3 separate regions of the Pan troglodytes genome follow, and all the other regions are linked to region 3. Evidence: chromatin contacts called from public Hi-C data. All regions are on one chromosome and are shown on one strand. The core of a region is the stretch at or near the end of the contact, and the rest is flanking DNA. Distances in the headings are between cores, read along the strand shown.

Region 1 (3,136 bases), core at 203-2,702, 700 kb after region 3:
CCCCTCTATTTGGAGATTATGTATACCTTCCTGTTCGTAACCCCACTCACATTTATAGATAAACAGGGCCCTTTGATATGACACCAAAAGACAGGGGGAAGTGTTTCGAAGGGAAATGTTGGGTTTTTCGTTGTTGTTGTTGTTACAACTATTGTGACTTTTAGAATCCATGGTCAGCCAATATGCATTTGAGTCCATTTTTGACTGAAGTCACTGGTATGAAAATGACCTTCTGGACCAGCCAAATTCACAGGGCTGCCCCCCTTCTAATGCTTAATTACTTAACGTGTCTCAAACACATACATTCTGGAAACTCAAATGACTCTGCTCAAGAATGGCTATGTCATCTTTGTGGGAGGGAGATCCCAAAACTCCTAGGATGATTATTATTATTTAATAACACATGGGGCACCTCTTCTACCCCCGCCCCGCCCCCCCCCCCCCCCCCCCCGCCCCCAACACACACACACCTAATCACACTGTCAGCCCAGAATGAAGTGAGAAGAGTCTGGCTTTATTTCAAGACCAGCTAGTCAGCTCTTCAGAGCTGCAGTAAATGTTCTCACTCCCTCTACCCTGCCCTTGTATCTGTAATTCATCTTTATTCATAATGTGGCCCATTTAAAGACGCAGCGTGTGAAACACCGTCTACCAGCGGCGGGGTTGAGCAGATAAAATGTCAGACATTGTAGCGGGGGCGCTCCCGAATAGAACGCTTCAGTCTTGAGCGAGAGCAGGGTTATCAGCGCGACCCACCAGCTCCTAGGTTTAGGCCAGTCACCCAAGGCCGCCTGGCACAGGACGGCACAGTAGGTGGGAGCATTTGGGTGGCATACCCCAGAAACCACAGGAATCAGAAGAGAAAGGGAGCAAATGTCAATCCGTGATTCTTCGGACCAGCTACCAATCTTGGTTTCCAAGGGACGCCACCTTGGTCTCTTTCAGAAGAAACGGCTTCCGAGGGACCGACAGGAATCCGCACACATCTCGTGCTGAAATTTCCCCGGGAAGGCGCTGTGATCTGTCCGGTTTTCCTGCTCCCCGCCTCCCTGGCGGCCCGTAGGCCTGTCATCTAGAAGGCTCCCAGCTTTTCCGCGCTTCCGTGGGAATGCGAGAAGGAAAGCCTTTGAGAATGCAAGCATGAAAGGTGGTGTTCTTCTGCAGTCCTCTGGGAACCCCCCACTTCCCGGAGCGCTGAGGATGCTAAAAGGAGCTTCCTTGCTTCCCCACACCTCCCCCGACCGGCATTGGGACAAGATGGCCAAATGTTAGCAAATAATGTTTGCGGGGGCGGGGGAGCCGAGCACAAGGTGGAGAAGCCGCGGGAGCGCGCGGAGACCCCCAGCCCGGCGGCCCCCAGCAAACACGGCCGCGGGGGGCGGGGAGAGGGTGGCTAGGTTCGCGGGAGCTCGCCGGGCAGGGCGCCTCCCAGGAAGGCGGGGAGGGGAGCGCCTGTTTACCCAGGAGGGCTGTGCTGATAGCACGTTCCTCGAGTTTACTTTGCTTTCCTTGAGTTTATTGTAAAGGGGTAAAGTTTTCGGATCCGTCACGTGACCCTGACAGGTCCTGCCTATGGCGCGGCAGACCACCCACGCCGAGGGCCATGGAACTGCTTAATAGAAACAGGCTTGTAATTGTGAGTCCGCGCTGCACTCCGCCGAAAGCCTCCGGCGGCCCAGCGCGCCGGGGTTTTTACACTTTCCGTTCCTTTTGTAAAGACGGAGGAGGAGAAGAAGAAGAAAACGGAGGAGAAGAAAAAGACGACAGGGGAGACAAAGAGACCCGCAGCGACAAGGCAAGGGGGAGACGAGGGAAGACTGGGAGAAGACGGAGGAGCGGAGGACGAGGAAAGGGGGGCCAGGGAAAAAAAAGGAATTGATGTGAAATCCAAGCCCAGCGTCCGCGCCATCGGCACCCGCGCTCCGAGCAGGGGTTGACGGCCGGCTATGGTGAGTGCAGCCAGCGCGGCGGCCGCCGACGCCACCTCGCCCTCGCGCGCCGTGCTCCTCGGGCGGCGCGGGGACACGGGGACGCGGGACGCCCCGCGCGGCGGACGGAGGAGCGAGCCCCGAGCGCCGGGCAGGAGGGGCGGGCCGCGCGCAGGGGCCGTGGGGCCGGGTGGGCTGCGCCGCCTGGGCGCGGGAGCGCGGGTCCCGCGCCTCCACGCTCGCTCGCACGCCCGGGCCCCCGCCCCCGAGGCCAGCCCCGCGTGGCGGGGAGGGGGCTGGCCGCGGCGGGCCCCGGCTGAGGAACGGCTCCGGGGGGAATTCTCACGGAGGGGGTCGCCGGAGCTCCCATTTTCACGCCTGAAAGGGTCGCCACCTTGGCTTCCGCTCATCAGCCTGGTGGTGGCTACTGACTCGCCAGCGGAGGCAGAGCTGGTGATGGAAGGGCTGGTGCGGAGAGTGACAGCGCCGAGGGGAGGGGGCTCAGAGCGCGCGCGCGGAAGCCGCTGCCGCCAGCTCGCGGGAGCAGCCGCAGCCGCAGGGAAGGGCACGCTCGCGCCCCGCAGACCCGCTCTCGAGCCCGCACGCACGCCTAGGGGTGCGGGACACCCGGGCTAGAAGAGACGCACCTTACCCACCTCCCCTCCCATGCTGCGGGAAAAGGGCCAGAGAGGCTTTTGGAGTTCTGGAAGGGGCGGTGGGTAAGAGAGGTGGTGTGTGTGACTCTTATGCCCACCGATTCAGGCGCTTGGGTGGCTGCCACCCTTACAGAGATGGGCGACCAGCCCAGTGCTTAGAGTGCAGAGTGCGGCCTCAGGGGAGCCCGGGGGCGGGCCGGACCGATTCTCACTTTACAGGCCCGGGCCCAGCGCTGAACCCCAAGACCCCCAGAAACTGTGCCTCTGGGTGACATGCGCTGTGTCTCCACGTATTTAGTACGTTCATGTTTAAAATGATGCTAGCGTGTGGATGAGCACACTCTCAGGGAAACTGATCTGTTTCCATCACCTAAGAAGAACCATATGGGTGGGTGGCTGTGGAAGACACCCACAGACCTGTTTTCCTGCACCTGGGAGAGAAGACCGTCTTCCTCCCTTTTTATCCTTTCTTCCTCCCTGGGGAGGAGAAATACAAAAGAACTAGACATAAATAATAAAGAGCCACAATGGGTGGCTCTAAATATTTGATAA
Region 2 (3,615 bases), core at 348-2,847, 890 kb after region 3:
AACAGAAAATCAAATATTGCATGTTCTCATAAGCAGGAGCTAAACAATAGGTATACATGTACATAAGAATGGGAATAACAAGACACTGGGGACTACAAAAAGGGAGAGGGTGGGAAGGGGGTGAGGGCTGAAAAATTAGCTATTGGGTACAATGTTCAATGTTTGGGGGACAGGTACACCAGAAGCCCAATCCCCACCATTACACAATATACCTATGTAACAAGCAAGCACATGTACCCCCGAATCTAAAATTAAAAAACAATCAAAAAGCACCGACTTCCTTAACTGGCAGGGAATAGTTTTGAGAATGGATGTAAACACCGAATTCCTTAATGTAGTTGCAGATTCTGCCAGTTTTGTCTCAACCTCTGGATCGGTTCCTTTTTTTAACTACCTTTAATTCTTAAACAGATTGTTGCTATTGCTATGCTATATACTTATTGTATCACTTATAAATGTATAACCTCTGCAAATTAGTCTCCGAATTGAAAGTATTCATTGGTAAAACGGGTATTTCTTCACCACAGGAATAGTTGGACATGTTTAAATACTTGAGAGCTATTTTTATTACAAGCACACACAGCTTTGTGGTGTTTTTTGTTGAGACAGTCTCGCTCTGTTGCCCAGGCTGGAGTGCAGTAGTGCGATCTTGGCTTACTGCAACCTTCGCCTCCTGGGTTCGAGCAATTCTCCTACCTCAGCCTCCTAAGTAGCCGGGAGTACACACTAATTTTTGTATTTTTAGTAGAGACGGGTTTTTGCCATGTTGGCCAGGCTGGTCTCAAACTCTTGACCTCAGGTGATCCACCCGCCTCGGCTTCCCAAAGTGCTGGGATTAGAGGTGTGAGCCACCGCGCCCGGCCTGTAGTGTGTTTTTGAACGTATATGTGAAGTTGTAGCTTTTTTTTTTTTTTTTTTTTTTTTGAGACAGAGTCTCCCTGTGTCGCCAGGCTGGAGTGCAGTGGCGCGATCTCGGCTCACTGCAACCTCTGACTCCCTGGTTCAAACTATTCTCCTGCCTCAGCCTCCAGAGTAGCTGAGATTACAGGCGCCCGCCACCGCACCCGGTTAAACGTTTTGTATTTTCAGTAGAGACGGCGTTTCACCATGTAGGCCAGGATGGTCTCGATCTTCTGACCTCGTGATCCACCCGCCTTGGCCTTCCAAAGTGCTGGGATTACAGGCCTGAGACACAGCGCCCGACCTAAGCTGTAGTTTTATGATTATGATTTATGGTTGTGAGGCATTGATTTAAGACATTTTAAAGCTTAAGTCGTCAGATTCTAGAAGAAAAAAAAATTCACCAAGACAAGCTAATGCCATTGTCATAAATGGGAGTTTGGAGAAAATTCTATTAATATTTGTTTGGGTGGTTTATGTACAGCGTTGAACTGATCTGAACTCCGACCAAACACTGTATGGAACTGATGATATACGGTAGGGGAAATCATTAACTGAAGATGCCTTTTTTGTTGCTATTGTTTAGAACGCAGTTAGAAAATCTTATTTTAGAGGTTTTACCCCGTTGACAAAGCCTCAACTTTTCTTCAAAAGAACTAATTTCCATTTTACCTCCCCTACATTTTGAACAGAATATGGAAGAAGCCAGCGCCCCTTCTCCGCGGGCGCTGCTGCTGCAGCCCTGCTCCCGCCGGGGCTTCCGCGCGAAACCGGGAACACTGGAGCAGTACCGACTCCGCTCGCCTAGAACCCGCCCCAGCCGGGCCCACTTCCGCCAGAGCCCTGGCCGCGCCCGCCCCGCCCCACGGACCCGAGATTCGTCGGAATTTTCCCGCGACGCCGCGGGAGCGCGCGGGGCCGCTAGCCAGGCCCCAGAATGCACTGCTGACACGTGTGCGCGCGCGCGGCTCCACTGCCGAGCGACCGCGGGAAAATTCCAAAAACACTCAAAACAAAAAGCCGATACGAGGCAAAGCCAAATTTTCAAGCCACAGATCCCGGGCGGTGGCTTCCTTTCCGCCACTGCCCAAACTGCTGAAGCAGCTCCCGCGAGGACCACCCGGTAAGCGGCAGGCCGCAGAACGCAGCGAGGGCGGAGGCTTCCCTCGGGGGTCTGGCCGACACGTCAGCGGCGAGAGCGGGAGGAGGAGGCGAGGGGCAAGAGGGAAGGCTCGCGAGAGCGGGTGGGCCCGGCGCGCCTTGCGGTGGGTGAGAGGGGTTCCCGCCGGCGCAGGGCTGTGGCTAAGGCTGAGGCGGGAGGCGGGAGGCGGGAGGCGGGAGGTGGGAGGTGGCGGGCGGTGCCAGCCCGCGGGGCGGGGCCGGGGCGGGGCAAGCCGGGGCGGGAGCCGGCGCTGGGGTCGCGCGGAAGGGAGCCCCCGGAGAGGCGGGAGCCGGGGGTTGGCGTTTTGGTTCTTTTTGTTCATTGAGCGCAGGCAGCTATGTCTTCTTCAAAGGAGAGGAGCAAAGGTGAATTTCTCTGCCTCGGACCCGTGGGAGCCGTGAAAAGCTCGCCCCTTTGAGCCGGTCGCCCTCTACAGCTGGCCTCGTCCTCCCCGTCCCTCACACCCCTGCCCCCAAGCCCCAGTCGCCGGGGCGCCAGGAGGGGCGAGGTCCAATTAGAGGAGCCCGGGGCGCGGCTGTTACCCCTCCCGCCCTCCGCCTTTCATTCCCGGAGGGAGGCGGGTTCGCAGAGGCCAGTGTCTTCCCTCCACTCTTTTTGTGGACGCCAGGCCATATCTTCAAAGCCCGTGAGAGATTTTTCAGGTGCTGTTTGTCTGTTGGTTTGCTCTTTTTAATTTTTTAAGTGGGTGCGTTTACAACTACGAACCCCTCTATGATCTTATGTGTCCAGCGCACCGAATGGGGGGAAAGACTTGGAGTTTTATAACATGGGAAATTGGGTACCAGAATCTTACGGGAAGAGACCAAGAAGTTTTCTAGCAAAGTCCTGTGTGTGCCTGGACTTTTGTTCTAATCTGAAACTTGGAAAACTCCCGGGCATCTGATTTTATTCTAACTTGTGCCCCATTTAATGCATCTAAACTGTGATGTGATTTGACTTAGCATTTATCAAATGAGCAGAGCACTTTTGGGCCACCCAACTTCAGCTCTTTGTGGCTGTCACTCACTGTCAGTGATATGCCCTCAAACAGATCGTTTTCTCCTTACTCCCCTGAAAGGTTGTTACAAACAATAGAATTCATACCATGTGTTGAGATCATTCATTACCTAAGCTTAGATAGAAAACATGTTCATTGCGACTTTATACATTACACTTGAATTGATGTTTCAATGTAATGTGCTGTACCAGAGTCACCTGGAAATAAGCACTCATATACATTATTCATATACAAGAAAGGCTGCATCGAAAAAGAATTTGTTTTCCTAGATATATCAGAGATCTTTTTCACCAACCCACTACTCCCAGTAAAAGAGCCTGCTTCTTGAGAACTGGACTAATTATACTTTGTATATTATACATTTGAATTTATTTTTGCTTTATTCGGTCATATTTTCTCTTGATTTCTCCAAAAACGTTTACCAAGGCATCAGAAAAGAAAAGCAGGCTCTATATTGGTATTTTTTGTTTTGTCCTCTAATAAAAAGCATTAACTTGATTGATTGGCTGGTTGTGGAAGATGTGTTGCTGCATGT
Region 3 (3,238 bases), core at 391-2,890:
ACCAAAATCTTTTATCCAGGGTGAGGGCATACAAACTGCAAGGGGCCTGGGTGGGGGAGGCAGAGAAGCGCCCGCCTCTTCCGACCTCTCAGGTGCGTGTGAGCCGATGCTCCGCTAGGGGGCGCGGGAGAGCAGGCCGCCCCCCGCGTGACTCTCAGAGCCCGAGGGCTCCCTCCAGGTCAGCTGCCTTCTGCCCACAGGAAGGAGTCACTTTCCCAACTGGCGGGGAGCGGGGGAGTCACTTTCCCAACTGGCGCGGGCAGGTTGGGAGGGGCCGCCGAGCCGCATCTGCCACAGTCACGAAGCTTTCTTAGCACCGCCTGGAGTTCAAGGAAAGTCCAGAAGCCGCTCTTCCCTTGAAGGAAGACGTTCACAGCATCGCACCCACGAAGAGGGTGCGGCTTCCCCCTCTCACCCTTCTGGGTCTCGGCCGATCGCCTGGCAGTTGGGCTCGTGGCCTATCCTGCAAGAGGGCGCAGGCATGCATAGCGCCTGCGGAGGGGCGCTGCTCCTACGCCCCAGGCACGGCCCCCGCAGGCCGGGCAGTGACCCCGGTGGCCCGGCCCTTAGGGCGTGCGAGTTGACCGTGCCCCTTCTCCAGGACGCGCGGCCGGCGGCTGGGTTTTCGAACGCGCGGCAGTGAACGGCTCCTTGGCGAGGAGGCACAGCCTCCGCAGGCCGGAAGCCACGCGCCCACCAAAGGCACGAGGAGCAGGGCGGAGAGTACTGCGGGTCAGACGAGCGAGGCCCTCGGGGAGGCGCCCAGAGGAGCGGGGCAGCGCGGCCGCAGCGCGGGTCGGGTCCGCGGACGCTGTTCAGGCCCCACTGTGGGGCTGCTGCCCCTGGGCTGCCCTCCGGCTCGGTGGAGCGCGGGAGTTGGGGCGGGGGGCGCCTCTGCTGCTTCCACCCCAGAAACCCGGGTCAGCGTTGGGAGCTGCACTGGGCGGCAGCGAACATTAGAAGGGACAGTGTTTGGGTTAAAATCTAACCCTCGGCCGGGCGTGGTGGCTGAAGCCTATCCAACCACTTTGGGAGGCCGAAGCGGGCGGATCACGAGGTCAAGAGATCGAGACCAGCCCGGCCAACATGGTGAAACCTCATCTCTATTAAAAATACAAAAATTAGCCAGGCGTGGTGGTGAGCGCCTGTAGTCCCAGCTGCTCGGGAGGCTGAGGCAGGAGACCCGCTTAAACCCAGGAGGCGGAGGTTGGAGTGAGCCAAGATCGAGCCACTGCACTCCAGCCTGGCGACAGAGCGAGACTCCGTCAAAAAAAAAAAAAAAAAAAAAAATCTATCCCTCATGATCTTGCTTTCTGTGCGTGTGTCTTTGCGTCAGGGGCAGGGAAAGCCTATAGAGCACACATCGCCTAGTGAGGTCTTTACAACACAGGCTTTAATTATTTTCCTCCTTTCGCAGCTGAGAACAGAGAATTTCAGCAACTTGCCCAGAGTTCCAGAGCCAGACCTTAAAGGTAGGGCTTGTGACTCCGCATTAGGAACGTTCTCCTCCCCTGGATGGACCCGATGCCCCGCACTAATACTCTTGAGCCGGAATTCAGCAACGCAGGGGTGACATTCAACCTTCCGCCTCGCGGAGGCGGTGCCGGCGGGGCAGGGGACGGCCGCCAGGGGGCAGTGTGGCTCCGTGCCTCCGCGCCCGCTCCCGGACCCGCGCCCTGCCCCCGCCGGCGCTGAGCCCTCCAGCCCTGCTCCGCGTTCTTAGCTGCATCGCCAGGCGTGGAAGAGGTTGGACTCAGGGCTACGTCTTCCAGTAGTTAAAAAACGGGGGGCCGAGGCCCCCACAGTTAAAGTGGGCGAGAGAGCAGCTTCCAGCATCTATGGCGATGATGGCCTTTTTTTGCCCAGATGCAGCCAGGTCTGCCCGTCGGCCAGCTCGCACGCGGGGGGGGGGGGGCACCTCCAGCCTTGGCCTCAAGAGGGACCAGGCACAAACCTTACCTTGACAATGTTTCCAGCAACACTTCGCTGGGACAACTAGTCAGTGTGGTCAACCAGGCTAGGACAACTAGTCAGTGTGGTCACCCTTGTGGCCGTTCTTATGGGGAATTTGGTTCTTATGGGGAACTTGGTGAGACTTGGGTGTAAGCCAGTAGTTGCATTAGTTGTTTTTGTAGCTTATCTTGTTTTAGTAGCAGTGATAGTGAGATTTTGCTTGTTTTTTTTTTTTTTCTTCTGGACTGATCCAAACGGAATGCTGAAGTTCTGTCTCCATCCGGAAGACCTGGGCTGTGGCCTCCCGGCGTCTCTGGGCAGGGGCATCTGCAGGTCCCCACTCTGGTGGGCACCCTGCTGCGAGTCTGCTCATACCCAGGGTGGATGCACCAGCTGCAGCTTTCAGCTGAAAAGAAACACGCTCTGCTCTGGCTTATGTCTGGCTGAGCTCTGGAAGGGCGGGCCCCTCTCAGCGAGCTGGGGGGCCCGCGTAGACGAAGATGACCCGCAGGCCTTATCAGCACTTATCTTTCAGTAAAGCCTGAGAGGCCAGCTTTGTGTCTGGGACCCTGGGAGCTCAGGAGGGCAGCTCGGCTTTTGTTCCTTGTTCTTCTCCAGCTGTTGGGAACTTTGCTGACAGCAAGAATCTACTCCATGGATTCACAGCACAGGCTATGACCAGAGACATATTTTTGTCCTAAAACATTTCTTTTTTCTGATTATAAAGTTAATGGCCATTTTTCTTTTCTAACTTCTTAATTTGAAATAATTTGAAGCTTCTAAAAGCAGTTTAAAAATTATGCAAAGAGTTCACATGCACCCTTCACCCACATTGATGCCCTGTAAATGCCTTGGTTTATATTTCCCCCCAAAATAACCACAGGCTTGTGACTGAATCAGGAAATTAACATTGATATAGTTCTGTTATCCTCCACAGACCCTCATCATATTTCCCCTAGGCCCAGGAATGGGCCTTTGCTGAATCACACCTTGGGTTAGTTATTGCATCTTTTTAGTCTCCTCTAATCTGGAACACTTTCTCAGACTTTCTTCATTTTTTCATGACTTGGACATTTTTTGAGCATATGGACCAGTTATCTTGTAGGAAGTCCCTGAACTTGGGCTTGTCTGACGTTCCCTCAGGATCAGACTGTTCGGAATCCCAGGGGCGGTGCTGGGTTCTTCCTGGTGCACCCCCCACCCCTGCCCCTGCCAGGGAGCAGCTGTTACCCACGTGAGCCGTTCCTGGAGATGTCACCTTTATCACTTGGTTAGGTGATGTCTG

What was found. Hi-C and Micro-C count contacts between places; a contact is called where the count stands out from the background.
Region 1: a contact with region 3 is called in a Hi-C map of stem cell-derived neural progenitor cells, with 8 times the contacts expected there. The contact joins the promoter of PTCH1 here to the enhancer-like site in region 3. A contact is called at or near these places in 1 of 7 Hi-C or Micro-C datasets (stem cell-derived neural progenitor cells), 1 of 1 datasets of contacts at active chromatin or transcription factors (stem cell-derived excitatory neurons) and 1 of 1 other capture datasets (stem cell-derived neural stem cells).
Region 2: a Hi-C map of stem cell-derived neural progenitor cells shows a contact between it and region 3, with 4 times the contacts expected there. The contact joins the promoter of FANCC here to the enhancer-like site in region 3. A contact is called at or near these places in 1 of 7 Hi-C or Micro-C datasets (stem cell-derived neural progenitor cells) and 1 of 1 datasets of contacts at active chromatin or transcription factors (stem cell-derived excitatory neurons).

Annotation. Positions count from the first base shown.
Region 1 is chr11:42,986,744-42,989,879 of NHGRI_mPanTro3-v2.0_pri, forward strand. It overlaps PTCH1 (patched 1), which reads left to right and starts at 1,453. Exons shown (of 24, transcript XM_016961227.4): 1 at 1,453-1,949. The coding sequence starts at 1,947.
Region 2 is chr11:43,184,152-43,187,766 of NHGRI_mPanTro3-v2.0_pri, forward strand. FANCC (FA complementation group C) reads left to right here and starts at 1,598. Exons shown (of 14, transcript XM_024345774.2): 1 at 1,598-2,023.
Region 3 is chr11:42,290,926-42,294,163 of NHGRI_mPanTro3-v2.0_pri, forward strand. No RefSeq gene overlaps it. Among named protein-coding and RNA genes, the nearest start is that of HSD17B3, 90 kb to the left of the region's middle. Within about 2 kb of position 1,641, at least 10 of the 24 cell types and tissues checked have an H3K27ac peak or open chromatin away from gene starts, as enhancers often do. A contact at or near this core is called in stem cell-derived neural progenitor cells, where this site is marked.